2 separate regions of the Gasterosteus aculeatus genome follow, and region 2 is linked to region 1. Evidence: chromatin contacts called from public Hi-C data. All regions are on one chromosome and are shown on one strand. The core of a region is the stretch at or near the end of the contact, and the rest is flanking DNA. Distances in the headings are between cores, read along the strand shown.

Region 1 (7,681 bases), core at 3,714-6,213:
CTGCCGCCAATTCACTCACGGCCGCGGGTCCAGAAAAGTTGGATAATGTAGTGAAGGCCTGCAGGGATTTGTTGCCCCACAGCCATCTCGTTCAATATAGGCCAGGCTTCAGTGGGTATTACTCAGCGGCTAAACAAGTCCTGCAGACAGCTAGCCCTACTTTAATGCCCTGCTCCTTCACTTTCAAGTAAACATTTTGTTTCAAAGACACGTCGGGTTAATATATGACCCACAGTACGTAGCTCGCTGAAGAAACGATTTGTTTCTCATTACTAACTTGTAAAAAAGGAATCTATCCTCATTTGAATATATAAATCAGGGTGATTGTCGTTTTCACAAAAAGAATCAACATAAGAATGTCTTTTTGAGTCTTAACATTTAGTTAGATCGTTTTTAGCATGTGGGTCTACATGGTGTGACAATAGTAGAATAGTCAAACGAGATTAGTGTAAAGTTGTTGTTAATACAAAATGGAATTAAAAGAAGAAAAAAACAGAATCATCAGCAAGGTGCATTGAGAACTTTTAACAAATGGCTTCTGTTTGAGGCTTTAACAGAGTCTACTCTAAATACAGGGAATGTATACATTGTATACAGCAGAACCTACATTTGTAGGTTCTGCTTCATGTCTCCTAACACCTTCATGTCTCCTAACACCTTCAGGTTATTCCTCCAAAACGTTTATTTTTTTGATGATAGGGTAATAAATAATGAGAGGGATTCATTTTAAACTAAAGATAAAAGAGCGGTAATAGAGTTTGCAGCTGCGGACGTTTGCACGCTCACCTGATTTTTAAATGGCCCAGTGACACTTTTCTTTCATCTTTTAAGCCAAGTTTCCTTAGCCTAGGTGGTGCTTTCCCCCCAGTTAAACGCCATCGCTCAGGATAAGTCATTTAATGCTGAAAGTTATGGTTCTCCTGGGAAGGGTTGTGTGAAACCTGTAAATCACAAGCAACGACCTTTGTTGGACTGGTGGTCCAGTTGTGAATGCGGGTGGAATGTCGGTGGCCCCTAAAAGACCAACAGCTCATCTTAATGGGGTTAAAGCGAGGAAATGGGGTTCGGCCCGACGCGCTCCACGATGCAGATCCAGTAGTCTGTGTGCAGTTACAACAATATGTACAAACTAAAGGTCCAACAACTTTGTTTGACTTGATTTATACCTCAAACCAGATTTTAAAAGAGTTGTCCGGTCACGTTTTGACTTTTAAGAGATCTGTGCAGGGAATTTGATATTTCAGAGCGGAAAATTCAGGATTCGCTTTCTTCTTGATTTGACCATTTTCCCTGGCTGTCCTTTTGTACTGGCCATTTGTCACATTAGGAGGTTATGAACACGTACCAGGATCTCCATTTTTGGTTTCCTTTAAATTCTAATCATAAAGCAGTGTAATGTTTATACCTACAACTCATATTCAACTCAATTTATATCCTCATTTTTTTCCTCCCAAAATAACAGTTAAGAAGTGTATAAGTGTCTTTCCTTCTTTTCAAGTTGCCATCTGAGTCCATTTGGGTTTTTATTAACTATTCATTTATTTCTAATTGACATGCGACCGTGTGTTCACAACCATCACTACGGTTGCGTAATCTTTTGGAGGTGACCAGGTTTCTTGCTGTATCCACATGGCTTCACTGTGAACCTTAAATATTAAACTTAAACCCATAATATTTACAGTGTGCATCACTTCCTGTGTTTTCTCTTTTCATAACACTTGTCTGCTCCTTCCCAGATGTCGGGATGGATACTTTGGCCCACGATGCTTACAGACTGAGCCACTGCGGCTGCTCATGCCCGATCCTTTCAAAAGTATGTCCACTTGATATGAGCAGCTGTGAACAGGGACGCAGTTGTCACTGGATTGCCTCTGTGGACTCCTGCTGCTCCCCCCCCCCCCCCCCACCCACCCACCCGCCCCCCCAGTTTTCTTCCTCTTTCTCCTCCTCTTTCTCCCTCTCAGGTCAACACGCAATGAGCTGTGCACTACACCGTGTACACGGTGGTGTCATCCCTGGGAAACGCTCTGCTTCTGCTGTCTGTAGTGGTCCTGTTGTTCTAACTCTCTCTCTCTCTCCCCCCCCCCCCCTCCCTCCCTCTTCACTTTTTCTTACGCATACTCTCCTTTTCACTCCACCCTTCTCTCTCTTTCTGTCTCTTCCTCACTCACCCACCACCCTCTTCCTCCCTCTCTTTTTGTGGCTTTGTTTCTTTCCATCAGGTGTCCGAATGACTTTACTGGTGATCGCTGTCAAACCTACGTTATGGCCAGTTTCTACCGTATGTCAATTCCCTCCTCTGTCACTCTGTCGGACTGTCGTTGTGTCATGCAGTGCATGCTGGGTGTAGAGAGATTGCATTCGTTTTCTGCTATTGCCCAATAGTGTAGTTGCGCCTGTGCCTTTCTGGTGACTCATACGCACACGTTGGCATAGTTTAGTAGAGTCTGTTATTGTGTTTGGTCTGCATGTGATATTGTGTGCCCTTTAACTCGCAGTGTGTTGCATGCACACTCTCAGATTATACGCTGGTAGTTGGTGTGATAGTAGCAAGTAGGCGGCTGAATTTAGAGGCTTTGTGGAAGTTTATTTGCACAAAGTCAGCTGCATGTAACAACACAGTCAAATGGCAAAATAGTTACTAAAACCCTAACCATGTGTCACTAACTAATGATGCTTGTCCATGCAATCAGCTGCAAAAAAAAAACCCATGTCCAATCGTATTGGAGCTGATAGAGAGAAAGGTATGAACAATTAGCATTAGCAAGTAATAGCTTTGACAAATGTCTGAATGATTGAAGTGGTGCAATGATATACAGCTGCTTGTTAGGGGCCAACAAGATCAGTCGTGTAGTAGGATTTCTCCATAAATGCAGGATTATGAAAATACGATACCTTTTAACATGCATCCGTGCGTATGTAGGTCATACAAGAGCCGACATGACACAATTACATTCATTCTTGACTAATTTAAGTTTCAAATGCCAAAAGCGTCATTGTGTCAGTGTTATCTTCAGTGAATCACAATTTATTCAACTAGAATATACATGCACAAACAGGCACGCAGACATTTCTTCAGCCTCATAACGTAAGACCTCAGTTTCATCCGGACTCTTGTAAACACTAAAGCATTCTGCAAAAGGTATTTGTTGCTAACTTTGTATGTAAAATGGTGCTCTGGCAGCAGATGTCCTCAGCAAAGTGTTGCATGTGGCGCTCTAGAGTGCCGTGACAGAGACAAAGAGCCTTGGCTGGGGTAAGAGAAGCCAAGCAGGCACCCATTAACACGGCAACAGCAGAAAACCCATCCATCAACTGTAAAATTATACCACCATTGTAGATGAAGCTTTGTGAAGAACTGCGGCTTGATAGATCTTGTCTCAAAGGTTGTCAGATTTGGAAACCAGCCACTGTTACCCAACGTGCTGAGAACGTAAAGTTTCTCATGTGATATTGAAAGCGGTGACCGGAAAAGGTTTAACGTCTCTCTCACTCTCTGAATGATAATAATAACGTTAATGAAAAGAAATAACATAGAATTGAATACAAAGCCTGTATTTTGTAAGCCCATGAGGCTTCCATTCACTGTAACATCACAGTTGAATTAGTATCTGCCTCTGCTTTTGGAGTTGCCCGAGGTAACGCAGTCTCACATCCCGGTGGTGTGACTTGTAAAGCTCACGTTCACTGCCTGTTGTAGGTTGGCTCAGAGTACAATGAGGATAAAACAACTCCATCCTAACTGCAAGTCATTTCATCTGACATTAAGTCGTAAGACACAGTGCTGAAATGACGTGTGGGTGTGACGTGTGTAACTTCAGTGCGACTGCGTCAATGACCTAGGCCTAATGTGTATATATTAATGTGAAAAGCAAGAGTCATCCCTTTGGAATAAGCTGCTGCCGTTCTACAGGAGCCCAGAAAGGACAAACCAAACACCGGCTCTGGGTTGGACCGTTTGCGTTTTTGTGTATTTGTGGAAAATCAGTCAGTTTCTCTGAGCGCGTGCAGTGAGGGCGCGGTTGTTTCTGCGTTGTGGTTGGTTGCAGGCGAATCGAGATTCCCCGTTCCCTGACCAAGCTTAGGCGTGACGAATTACGAGGGAGAGCGGTTGCTTCCAAATTGTGCATACTGCTCCTGTTAAAAAGATATGAAAGAACTGAGGGAAAAACAGTCAGATCTGATGTCCAAGATCTATCAAGAACCTGTGTGTAATGTTTCATTTTAGGCATCACCAAAGCAGTCAACCTGTCAAAGTGTATGATTTAATATCATTTAATTGGTCCATAAATAGTCAGAAATTGGTTTATGAAAGCAACAGTTAAACAGGATGTAGGCTTTAAAGTGAGGTTTATTTTTTGGAAAAGTACACGGCCATCGCTAATGGCCAAACGTATTTCACAACAGTTAAGGAGAATAATTCTCTCTTAAAGAGCAGATATACACGCACACACTCCCATACACTTAAAGACCCCCCCCCCCCTCCCCTCTCTCGTGGAGGGGCTCCTCCCATCCCCAGGAGGTACCAAAGAGGATGTCTTCTCCTCCTCAGCCATCAGGGTTTGGCTTTAAAAGAGCATCTTGCCTCGCTTCAACTCACGTAAAAGAAAGTGTGCTGTGCCCTCAGCTGGATGGTGCAGGCTGCCTTTGTCCTCACTGTTATATAATATAAAGTCTAACTATCAGATCCAGGGTGAATGAAAAATACACTCCTTCTAACTTGCCTGTTCATGTGATGGGTGTGTTCGGGAACAGACAGTGTAGTGTTTTTAGAAAGCGGAAAACATAAGTAATCTCTGCACATGACTCATTCCCCCCCCCCCCCCCCATACATAATGATCATGGCTTTGTGCCTAATATTATCCTCCAGAGTTTTTATTTGTTTTCTCTACAAACCTGAAACTCAATCACTTGAGGAATTACGGTGAAAGCGACCACACCAAGGCGCTGTGTTGAGACAGTAGGGAGAAACTGCACGCAGGAAGAACGCCCCGGGCCAAAATACATTTCCGTCGTGTAGGTCTGTGTTGTGTGGTTTGAAGTGTGTGTTGCATGCTGCAGGTGTGTACTCGTCTTTACTGACAGCTGACAATTACTAACAATTAAGCGTTTGTTGTCTCAGTGTGCCGTAAAGCCTATTATTGTTTGCTCCACTTTATGTTAGAAGGTGCCACTCTCTTAACCTGGTCTTTTTTCTTTTCTTTTTTTGTTTTTTTTGTTTTCTTCTTCCAACTGTCAACCCTCTGCAATGCCAGAGCATCTTGGAATTGAATTTATGGGTATGGAACGATCCCTTTTTCCTTCTCAGGCCTAGCATAGCGAATAAATAGATAGTCCTTCGTTTTGACTTGCCCCCCTTCCGTCTGTGGTGTGAACTGTTGATCATATCATCTCAGCCGATCGTATCATAACTCATTGTGACGACAAACCCTCAGCCGATGCCAATGCTCCTCATCCATCATTATTAACACGGATGTGATCGCCTACACCCCTCATACATGTGCAATGGAAACGTAGAGCTATTAACAGAGATTCCCTCTCACTTACGGTAGAATATCTTTCTTTTTGGACTGATTTTTCGGTTTGTTATTGCGTCTGTAACAAGCATCGTGTATCGTCTTCGTAGCTACCTGATGCCTCTTCCCAACTGTCAACTCTGTTACGACCCTTTTTAGTCTCATTCCTACTAGTCTTTTCCTTTTGAAATACCATCTCTTTACTTTTCTTCATGTGTGATTTTGTTTCTCGCTTTCACCCCGTCGTTAGAATTGCAAAATGTAACTTTGGAGTGTGAGATATAACACTTGTTAGTGGTTTGAATTATCCTTCAAGAAGTAGATGCTGTGATGTGAGCATGCAATGCTATAATTAGAAGGTCTATCTTTCTAATCTGACGCTATTTCCATCCTCCTTCATTGTTGGCTCCTGTTTCTCCTGCTACCTTTTCCAGAGACGTGCTTTCGTGGTTGAGAGTGAGGAATAAATCCTAAAGACGTAATTTCCCAGGTCATGCATTTGTACGAGTGGATTTAAATACAGTTTATGAATATAATTTATTTACAGTGTCAGAAACTTGACACAATTTGGTATGCCGATGTAAAAAGAGTTATACCAATAATATTAGGAACCCCTTACCTCTTTGATCCATCATCAGTCTGCCTCACCCTCACACGAGCTCTTCTCTGGTCAAGGAAAATGCTTCAGTCAACATTTCTCTACTCTAATATTTACTTTAATTTCATGTTAAAGCACTTGTATCATTCATTACTGAAATATAAGTTCTAATCATTGTGTTCACCGAATGCCCGAGCAGATGAAGACTTCTAGTAAATGTAAATCCAAATCAAGTCAACATTGGACATTTCAAATGGCGTGTGCATTAGTGTTATACTGCACGCTTTGCTGTTCCTAATTTGATTGATCCACAAGGGTCCCAGACTTTGAAAGTGTCATATTGAATTAAAAACTACTTCTTTTTTTGATTGTTACTGACTAGATCAGCCCAACTCTTGCTGAGCCTCTTCCCCAGCCATGCAGCCTTAATGCTGCACGGGCTGTAACTGCATTTTTGGTATTTGTAACTATTTTTGGGGAAAGGTTTGACCTTGAGGAGAGTTTTTAGCGTAGGGCCGAAGAAGCTTCATACTACTTGGGATTATTCAAAACAGAAAGATAATGCAGATTTACAGACCGAAACAAACCTGCACCTTTAAGAAACTAATTTCTTTCCCTGTTATTTTCCCACTGTGTGCTTGTGGTGTGTGTGTGTGTGTGTGTGTGTGTGTGTTTGTGGGTGCGGTGTTGACAGAGGCAGAGGAGCTCTACCAGAAAAGAGTCCTGACAATCACGGGTATTTGTGTGGCGCTGCTGGTGGTCGGCATCGTGTGTGTGGTGGCCTACTGTAAAACCAAGTAAGTCCTGCTCAATATGCGTTTTATCAAGACGAAAACGTATAAACAAGCTGTTTTTGCACTGTTTGCAACACGCAGCATTGGTTTTCATAATAGATAATACATTGTTTTATAATACTATAATTATAATATACTATAATTCTACTTTTTGAATAGTTTACCTTTCACTTCAAGGAAAGAAATTATGACTTAAGGCACCTAAATACAAAAAGAGTGAAAGGAAATTTTGTTTCAACAGGAAACAGAGAAAGAAGATGCACAATCATCTGCGACAAAACATGTGTCCAGAACATCCCAATCGTAACCTTGCTAACGGACCCAATCACCCAGGACCAGGCCCAGAGGAAATCCCTATGGTCGACGTGAGTTTCTGAAAAGATTCCTTAGAATATTAAAGTGCACACTCACAGATGTACACCAAATGGTTATAGGCTTTGTTATATAATCAAAGCGCTTTTTTTTCCGTCTGCCAAATCCATTTTTCCCGACACAGTACATATCAAAGAATCTCCCTGCGACTGAGCGAGTCACACGACATCCAACGGAGGGATCGTTCCCAGCCAGCCACGCCTCTTCCAGATCCCACAACTCTTCCACACGAGCCCACTCATCAACTCACCGGTAAGGATGCGTCTAAACCTCTTTCTGTCTCTTTATCACACTATGGAAACAAGTGCAGGGATTGCTTTTATCAAAAAGACGTCCTTCATTTAACGGAATCACTCTGGGACACGATGTGCGTCTTACCACCTTTTTTTTTTTTTAATTTT
Region 2 (7,681 bases), core at 3,139-5,638, 42 kb before region 1:
TGTATTTGAACAATAATGCGTAGGATGCCACATTTTTCCGTTAATTGTTGGAAGTTAACCATACTGTTAATATGTTCATCTGCCAGTTGGATTTATCTGGAGCTAAAGTATAATTATTTGTCTTAATATATTAAAATAGCATGTTGAAGCTTGTTGTACAGTTCTGTTGTTTAGTTTTGTGAGGAGATGCTGTCCACTGTGCTTATATGTGCGTTATCTACTGCTGCTGTACAGTCAAAACCAATACGGCCCTGCAATTATCAGGTGGTTGTATTGTTAAGAGGATCTGGTCTGTAGTTAAACTGTCTCTCACTTTACTACCACTCCAACTAAAATATTTTGCCGGCATTACCTAATACCTACGTTTGTGTGTAAAAATACAATGGATCGCAGTAAACCCCTTTGTTCACTTTCAATGGATTTTTAAAATGTAATTAGGCAGAAGTTTAAGACATCTGTGGCATATAAAACTGAGTCCATAAATACCATCGATGTGATCAGTACGAGTAATGAGCTTGGTCCAGGCTAACCAATGTTTCTTTCTTTATGGGCCAACCTAACAGTGTGCTTTTCTTAATATTAAAGCCGGCACGTCAAAGCGAAGTCCAAAAACGGCAGTGTTAGATGTAGAAATGTGATTAATACCAATAGTTTGGAAGGGGCACAAATAAAGGTTAGCTTTAGATATGTGTTGGAAAGCATTTCCCTAATATAATCAGCGAACACAAGTCAGCATTAGCCTTCATTTGGAGTCTTGTTTCTGGTCTCTTTATGAATGTAAGTCCAAAATTAAATCTCTTTGAGTGTTTCTTTTGCTCTCTACCAAGTTCTGCATTTGGGCTTCAGCTCGCGAGGGGGTTTTGCATTAACTGATTAGTCGTTATCTTTGTCTGTCTCCCATTTGGTGAAGGCAAAGTGGCTTAATGTTCGGGTAATTCAATTGATTTAACCTTTTTTTTGTAAGAGCAGCTGCCTGGCAGGCCAGCCATTAGGAATTGAGGACAGGGGGACTAAATCTTGCAAATTGCTCCCCTCATTCATACCCACTCAGGTCGTTTTGTTTGATACCAGATTCCTTCCTCTAGCTTCAAATTGACCCGACTGCTGCAGGTTTTATTTAAAAGCCCAACCTCTCACCTTTGCCACATCCGTTTGCCTGTCACACCAGGTGATGCTTCGCAAATGTATTTGGGCTAAATATTTGACCAATGCCCTCACTGCTACTTTATTTTTATTGTTGTCGCTGTGCATTGGCTTTTCTCTTTTAGAGATTATTACTATTTACAAAGTCAGACAGCGGTTTCCTTTTGAATCTTTGAATATATAAGCGATAAGATAAGTGTGTTGTGCACACTATTGACCACTAACTATTTATCATCTGACTACATACAACTTGTGGCATAAGTGATACAGTCAGTAAGTGAATTCTGCTTTGCGGGGTCAGCTTTAGACCTTTGCATATACCCTTTTGGCCTTAGGCAGGGGTCCTCTGTATCCTTTTACCCCCATGACAAGGAAATTATCTTTTGATGGAGGTAGATCACAACAAATTTATGCAAACACAGGCTCATGTTAAAACATAAAATTCATCTTCTCGTACTGCTAGTGTCTCAAACAGATAATGTTGTATTTGATTGATATGATTGTAATCAGTTTAATTCCTTTTTTATTCCTATTGTAATGTTATTGTATTGTACTGCTCCAAAGTTCATGGAGCCGTACAACAAAAGGTTCTGGAATTCCAACAGGAGATTTGTAGAGATTTTCCAGATTGCATTCCTAAACAATGACATAATGGAAAGTGAAAAGATTGTGTTTTAGATACAACCTATAGACTAGACTGCAGTAGACCTCAGGTTATACTCTACATGCAACAACCACAAGAAAGATCCCCGTCTGATGAAAATAAGACTGTTTGCTTGCAAAAGCTCTGATTACGGCGCAGAACTAAGTTGTCATCACTTTCTAATTCTCCCTTAATCAGCTTCACCACCTACCAACTTCAACACTACCAGTCGTTGTGAGGGGTTTAACGTGAGTTCAGCTCTACGTGAGGGGTTTAACCACTCCACTGTGGCAGACATGTTCAACGCACTTTTCCCGTCTAACGTGCCCCTTTACTTCACACACTCCATGCTTTGGATGATTACGAATGGACGCTGTAATGCAGAACTATGCCTGGGTTCATGGAGAACAATGGGATTACTCTCAATGAAGACTCAATTGAACAATGAAGTCTGCAATGCCATGCAGTTGAAGCTTTGACATTTTTTACTATTTTTATTTACGTTTTTTTAACTTAAAATATTTGTCAGTTCTTGGGGAGCGGTGAGGTAAGAGTCTGAACATATCAACGACAAGGGAGCCATGATCTTACTTACTGCTTATCCTGTATTAACCAAGGCCACATACAGCCTCATTACAAGAAACATCATCATTTTCTGTGTTTGATTACAGAAACAGTGCTTTGTATATTACACCATCGTCTGTATCATCTACAGTAGTGTTTGTTGGTTACAGCTTGCAAACAGCTGGCGGAAATCAGACAGCCGTCGGGTCGGCTGGTGGTTAGAATGCAGATTAGTTTTACAGTTAGTACATAGTGTCACAACCAATAATCTCCATAATCTCTGGTTTAACTTCATAAAATGGGATGAAAGCTGCTTTTGAAGCAGCAAAACAGAATTTGGATTTTGCATTTGGATTTTTCTAATGTTATCAGTTCAATGCCATAAGATCATTTGCTATTTCTCTAATTGTATTAGTATTATGCCATGAGATCATTTGCCATTTGCATGTGATTCCAAAGCTGCATCCACGAGGCCTGAATGAAGAATTATACCTTGTATTAAGAAACTTTTTTGTGGACTTTAAGCACTACCTTTTGTGGGGATATGAAAACCGCTCATATAAACATCTCATAGGCATTATTGTACCATGTTACTAAAATTACACAGGACAAATATATATTTTGTTAGTTGCAGAACTAACATTTTTCCATTAATCCTTCACATAGTTTTGTTTAGATTGTGGACGCTGTCCTGACTAACCACTCCTCTATTTACTAACTATTAACGCTATCAATGTTGACAAAGAAGAAATTGCGTTGAATGTCTGACCAAACAAAACATTACTCGTTACGTTATTTGGCTGTAGCCTCTGATCACAGTTCACACCCTCTCCCTCGGCCTTTTCGACAATTAGGGCTCCACTTTCCAGCCCACTGAAGAATGTTGGGTTCACCACAATGAGGCAGTATATGATCAGGAAGCGGGAGAAACACCGAAAAGTTAACAGGGACTCGTCCGTTGGGAAAGCCGCTGCAGTTGTTAGACTCCCTGCCCCTGCGTCTGGAGCTGTGTCAAAAACACTCAAAAGCCCACAGCCCCCCTGTGAGATCTGCACAGGATAACGGCTGTGAAAGTCACTGCCACTGGGATCGGACTCGGTTCACAAAAGGAAGCCATCTTTCTAATGTTACTGCTGTGCTTTTAATACTTGGGAGCCTGTGTGCTCTTTTGACTGAACTAACCACGCTGGATGTTCAACGAAAAAAAATCCCAGTTAACATTGAACAAAAATATCCCTCTAGATGAATGGCAAAATGCGTAAACATGCAACACAAACCTGCTTTATAATGGGCTTTTTGTAATTTCTCCCACCTGATACGACTGTTCGTATTGGCCTGTTCTTTACGACGTTGCATCCCTCCGCCTCGTGAAGGCAGTGGAAGTTTACTCTGCCTTTTGAATCATTCAGTAATTTGCAGCTATCTTGGGCTGCAATACTTTTCTTTTACAGGCTGCAGCCAGTGCATGTAATTAAATATTTAAAATGTTTTTTTTTCTGTGCACAGCATTAAAGCTTGTTGACAAAATTAACCCCTTACAGTCGAATCGTAAGGGAATTAATCGTACTTTTAGATGTACAGAAAAAAAGCATGACCATGAATTTGTCATTTTGCAACCATAAAAAAATGATCCATCATTCTCTCCCATTCATACAACGTTATTTCCCATTTCTTCTGGTCAGGAATGTGTTTCTATTCAAAATATAATAATTGTTTTTATGCTCTAAATGTGTTCTAGATATATGTGACCCATCATTTCTTTCAGGGCCATTTATTTACATTTTTCCATGCGCAGGCTTTGGTCTAGTCACTGCGCCGTTATTAACCCCGATCAGTCCGGGAACCGGATCAATCCATGTCAACTGCATAAATCTAGTACCCGATTCACACACTAGTCATTTCTCATACTGACACCAGCTCAGATGCACAATTGACAGATACTTTTTATGAACCGTATAATTGCCGCTAACACCAGGCTTAGGAGTGTCAAGATCACACAAGTGTTGAGATCAACACAGTTTTGGAATGTTGTGTGGAGGTAACCTACCATTGCTCCTCCCCAGGAGCGAGGGTGCAGCTGGCGGGCACACATTTTCTTGTGTCTTCTTCACCGTCTTCGATTTTCTTCTTCACCTGTGGATCTTTCTAGCCGTGGGCGCAGCGCTACAATAAACACATTCCGTAATATTCCACAAAGTGGTTTATAGATGTTGACCGCGATCCTCAAACGCAGGTTGTCAAAGGTTTGACTAAACTGCTTAACGTCGTCATTGTCATGCACCGCTGAAGATTATTTATGGGGCAAAAATCGTAAAGTTGTTGATGAAGGACACAGGTTAAAGCTGGAGCAATTCTGCAGTATGCGTGTCTACATTTCTGACGTGCATCTTGTTGTGTTCGGCGATGCTGTTGCAATTGATTTATGCGTGAAACCCGCTCGTCTTCTGCTCGTTTGGGCGTCCTTGCTGCAGCGGCTCCTTCACTGAGGTGTCCGGTTGAGTCGCGGGACGAGACACCGAAGGACGGTGCAGGAGATAACCTTTTCACTGCAGACTCACCTTCTCTGGCATCCATCTCCCCCGTAGGCCCCCAGGGCCACTTCTTCACAGTGTCAACTCCTGGTTTTATTGGTAGATTTGAGAATGTTATGTTGACGTCATGATTAGAACATCTGAAACCACTGAGAATTTATTGCAACTGGCATGCTGTCAAAAAAACGTTTACCCACATGTTCTACCTTAACAATGCTTTTATGAACTAGAAATGGTCTCTTTCATTTCAATTTGTCGGCATCGGCATCGAGTATATCTTCAGAGAGAACCAAAAGTAAAGAAGAACCTTTTCTTTCCACGTCTGTGATGCCTTGCCAGTGCTTGGGTGTGTTTTTCGTCGGGTAATTACCTAAATTTCTATGCTTTTGCTTATAATTCTGTGTCGGCAAGCATATGCACGTTTCCCTTAGTTACTTTTGAGTGTCTCAAAACACGATCAGCGCCACGTAATCCTCAAAGAAATAGTGCGCGTTCGTCCAAAAGTCAAATATATAACTGTCTTTTATAAATGTCCAGAGAGAGCTGACAGTGTCCATGACAGGAACTTCAACGAAACGATAGGGAACAAAAGGACCATGGGAAGGGCAACTGTGTTTGTGTGCGGCGTGCCGAAGTGTTGAAAAGAGGGGCTGCCGGCACTCCCGCTGGGCGCCTCCTGGTGTGTTTAAGGGACGTGTCCAGCCATGTTTCCCCCCACACACACACAGCGCATATCCTGAGACAAGGTTTGTTCCTCAGGTATGCTGTAGGTGTGGATTGATATGTGTGTCTTAACATGAAAATACTTTAAACAGAACGGAATGGCTTGTTTGCAGCGTTTTGGAAGTGGACCAAGTCAGAATGATGTTTCCCTCAACAGTGAAGCGGCCTCCGACTATGAGCCAGAGCTTTGTTTTATCGTATAGTTGAGAGAAAACGTGCTTCCATAGTTGAGCGATTGAGTGATACCTTCCTTGACGCAAGGCAGAGGAGGAGCTGATAAAAGATTATGACACTGCTGACTCACTGAATTACTTGTAAACAACCCGACCCACACATTCCTGGATATTTACAGTACGTACATGGATTATTTAGACACATTTTGATTGATCGTCATCCCGCTACGGGATGACCAGCTATATGACACCCACAGTGACCCGTGCATGCTGTCGGTTCCTGGAACTTTTCCAGACTGAGAAGTTTGGGAATACGACCTGCGCATCATCACATTGAGCAAAAAAAGAAGAAAAAAAAAATCCCCACAGGGGCTTTGTATATATTCGCAAAGGACAAACAACAACACTTGAGGATCAAACTCACATGCAGTGCGAGGGGCGAAATGCTGTTGCTAATTTAGGCAATATTTATTTCTGATAAATAAAGACAAAGAGCGTGCGTGTCTGTGGGTGATTACCCCGGCATGTATGTGTGCGTGGGTGAGTGTTTTGGTAGTAGGCTGTTACTCTATCCTTTACCCTTGCTTTTTTCTGACCTTCCACCAGTGCTTCTGCTCATTATTGTGTTGCTCTAATCTGGAGGGGACAGGACTGGGTGCAGAAGTGTATTTATCTTCCTGCACAAATAGGACCTCTTTCCGTCTGGTCCCCGCTCAGCTTGTTGTTGAAAGATAGTGAGCAGCGTAGAGCGAGCTGCAGAATGTGTGTGTGTGTGTGTGTGTGTGTGTGTGTGCATGTGTGTGTGTGTGTGTGCACGGGTGAACTGAGATGTGTCCCAGCTGGCCCACACTAACCATCACCTCACTGCAGCTAATGCAGACAAAAGAGGAATATATTTCCCTCGTGATATTGATAGCCATTAACTCTGGGGGTGTTTTACCCTGAATGAGAAGGCAGAATTCCTCACAGAGGTCTGTTGTACGAAAAAGCCAGAAAGATAGATCAGCGTTACAGAAAGTTCCCGTAGCCCCGTTTCCGCTTCCCCCGATCACATCTGTCGGGATGTGTAGTCTTGGTACGCATTGTCTAGGCATGTTTCTTTTCATTCCCTTGTTGTCCCAATGACATCGGGATGGCAAGCAGGCAGTTATCATAACAGCCAAAGGACGTCTCTTTTTGCGGTCAACAAGTTGACGCTGACCTGTTATCCCCCCGTCTACAAATGTGCGTTAGTATGTATTCCATTTGAGCAACAATTAAGACTGTTGGCTACAACTCAAGTATTCGATTTTAGCCTAAAGCTGCTAAAACTGCTCCTCCTTTCGCTCAAACCGCGGTGGGTTCTGCCTCTTTAGAACAATTACAGCTTTAACCTCCTCCGTAGAACCCCCGGTTGTTTTTCCCGTTCATCCTCTCCCTCTGAGACGACACGGGCGCGGATCCGGCTTCCTGGGCGGCCGGGCCCGACTAGCACAGCGCGAGCCCATCCTGGCACCGTCCACCGGGGCCGCTCATATCAAGCGTACCCAGTTTGAGACCGCCTTGATCGGGGGGCTTATGCCGCCAAAGGCGTGATCTAAGCCCACACATGCGTAGTGGCCTGTTTTGAGATAAGAGAGAGACTGGTGATAAGCCCAAGTTCAGCCATGAGAGGCAAAAAATGCAAATGATTTGAAGCAAGCTGCTTTCACTCTGGGTGAGACTCCACATAGTGTCCCCATCGTGACATGTTTATGCTGCTCTAAAAGCACATTCTGGAGATAAAGGACAAGTGCAGAGCGCAGAAGGAATTTGATTCGATGTGAAGAATGCCGAGCGAAGAGCGGATGCACACATGTTTTTCAAGGCGGGGGCTGATAAGGACCTTCCCGTGTTTTCCCTTGTAATTTACACTCCCGGAGTTT

The links. Hi-C and Micro-C count contacts between places; a contact is called where the count stands out from the background.
Region 2: a contact with region 1 is called in a Hi-C map of tail fin, with 1.7 times the contacts expected there. The contact joins two enhancer-like sites. A contact is called at or near these places in 2 of 6 Hi-C or Micro-C datasets (tail fin and whole body).

The regions. Positions count from the first base shown.
Region 1 is chr7:25,674,168-25,681,848 of fGasAcu3.hap1.1, reverse strand. It overlaps nrg2a (neuregulin 2a), which reads left to right. Exons shown (of 11, transcript XM_040179856.2): 5 at 2,223-2,281; 6 at 5,256-5,279; 7 at 6,809-6,911; 8 at 7,150-7,273; 9 at 7,405-7,532. Among protein-coding and RNA genes, the nearest start is that of slc22a6l, 14 kb to the right of the region's middle. Within about 2 kb of position 4,963, at least 2 of the 9 cell types and tissues checked have open chromatin away from gene starts, as enhancers often do.
Region 2 is chr7:25,715,213-25,722,893 of fGasAcu3.hap1.1, reverse strand. The region is part of intron 1 of nrg2a (neuregulin 2a); the gene reads left to right. Among protein-coding and RNA genes, the nearest start is that of nrg2a, 8.6 kb to the left of the region's middle. Within about 2 kb of position 4,388, at least 2 of the 9 cell types and tissues checked have open chromatin away from gene starts, as enhancers often do.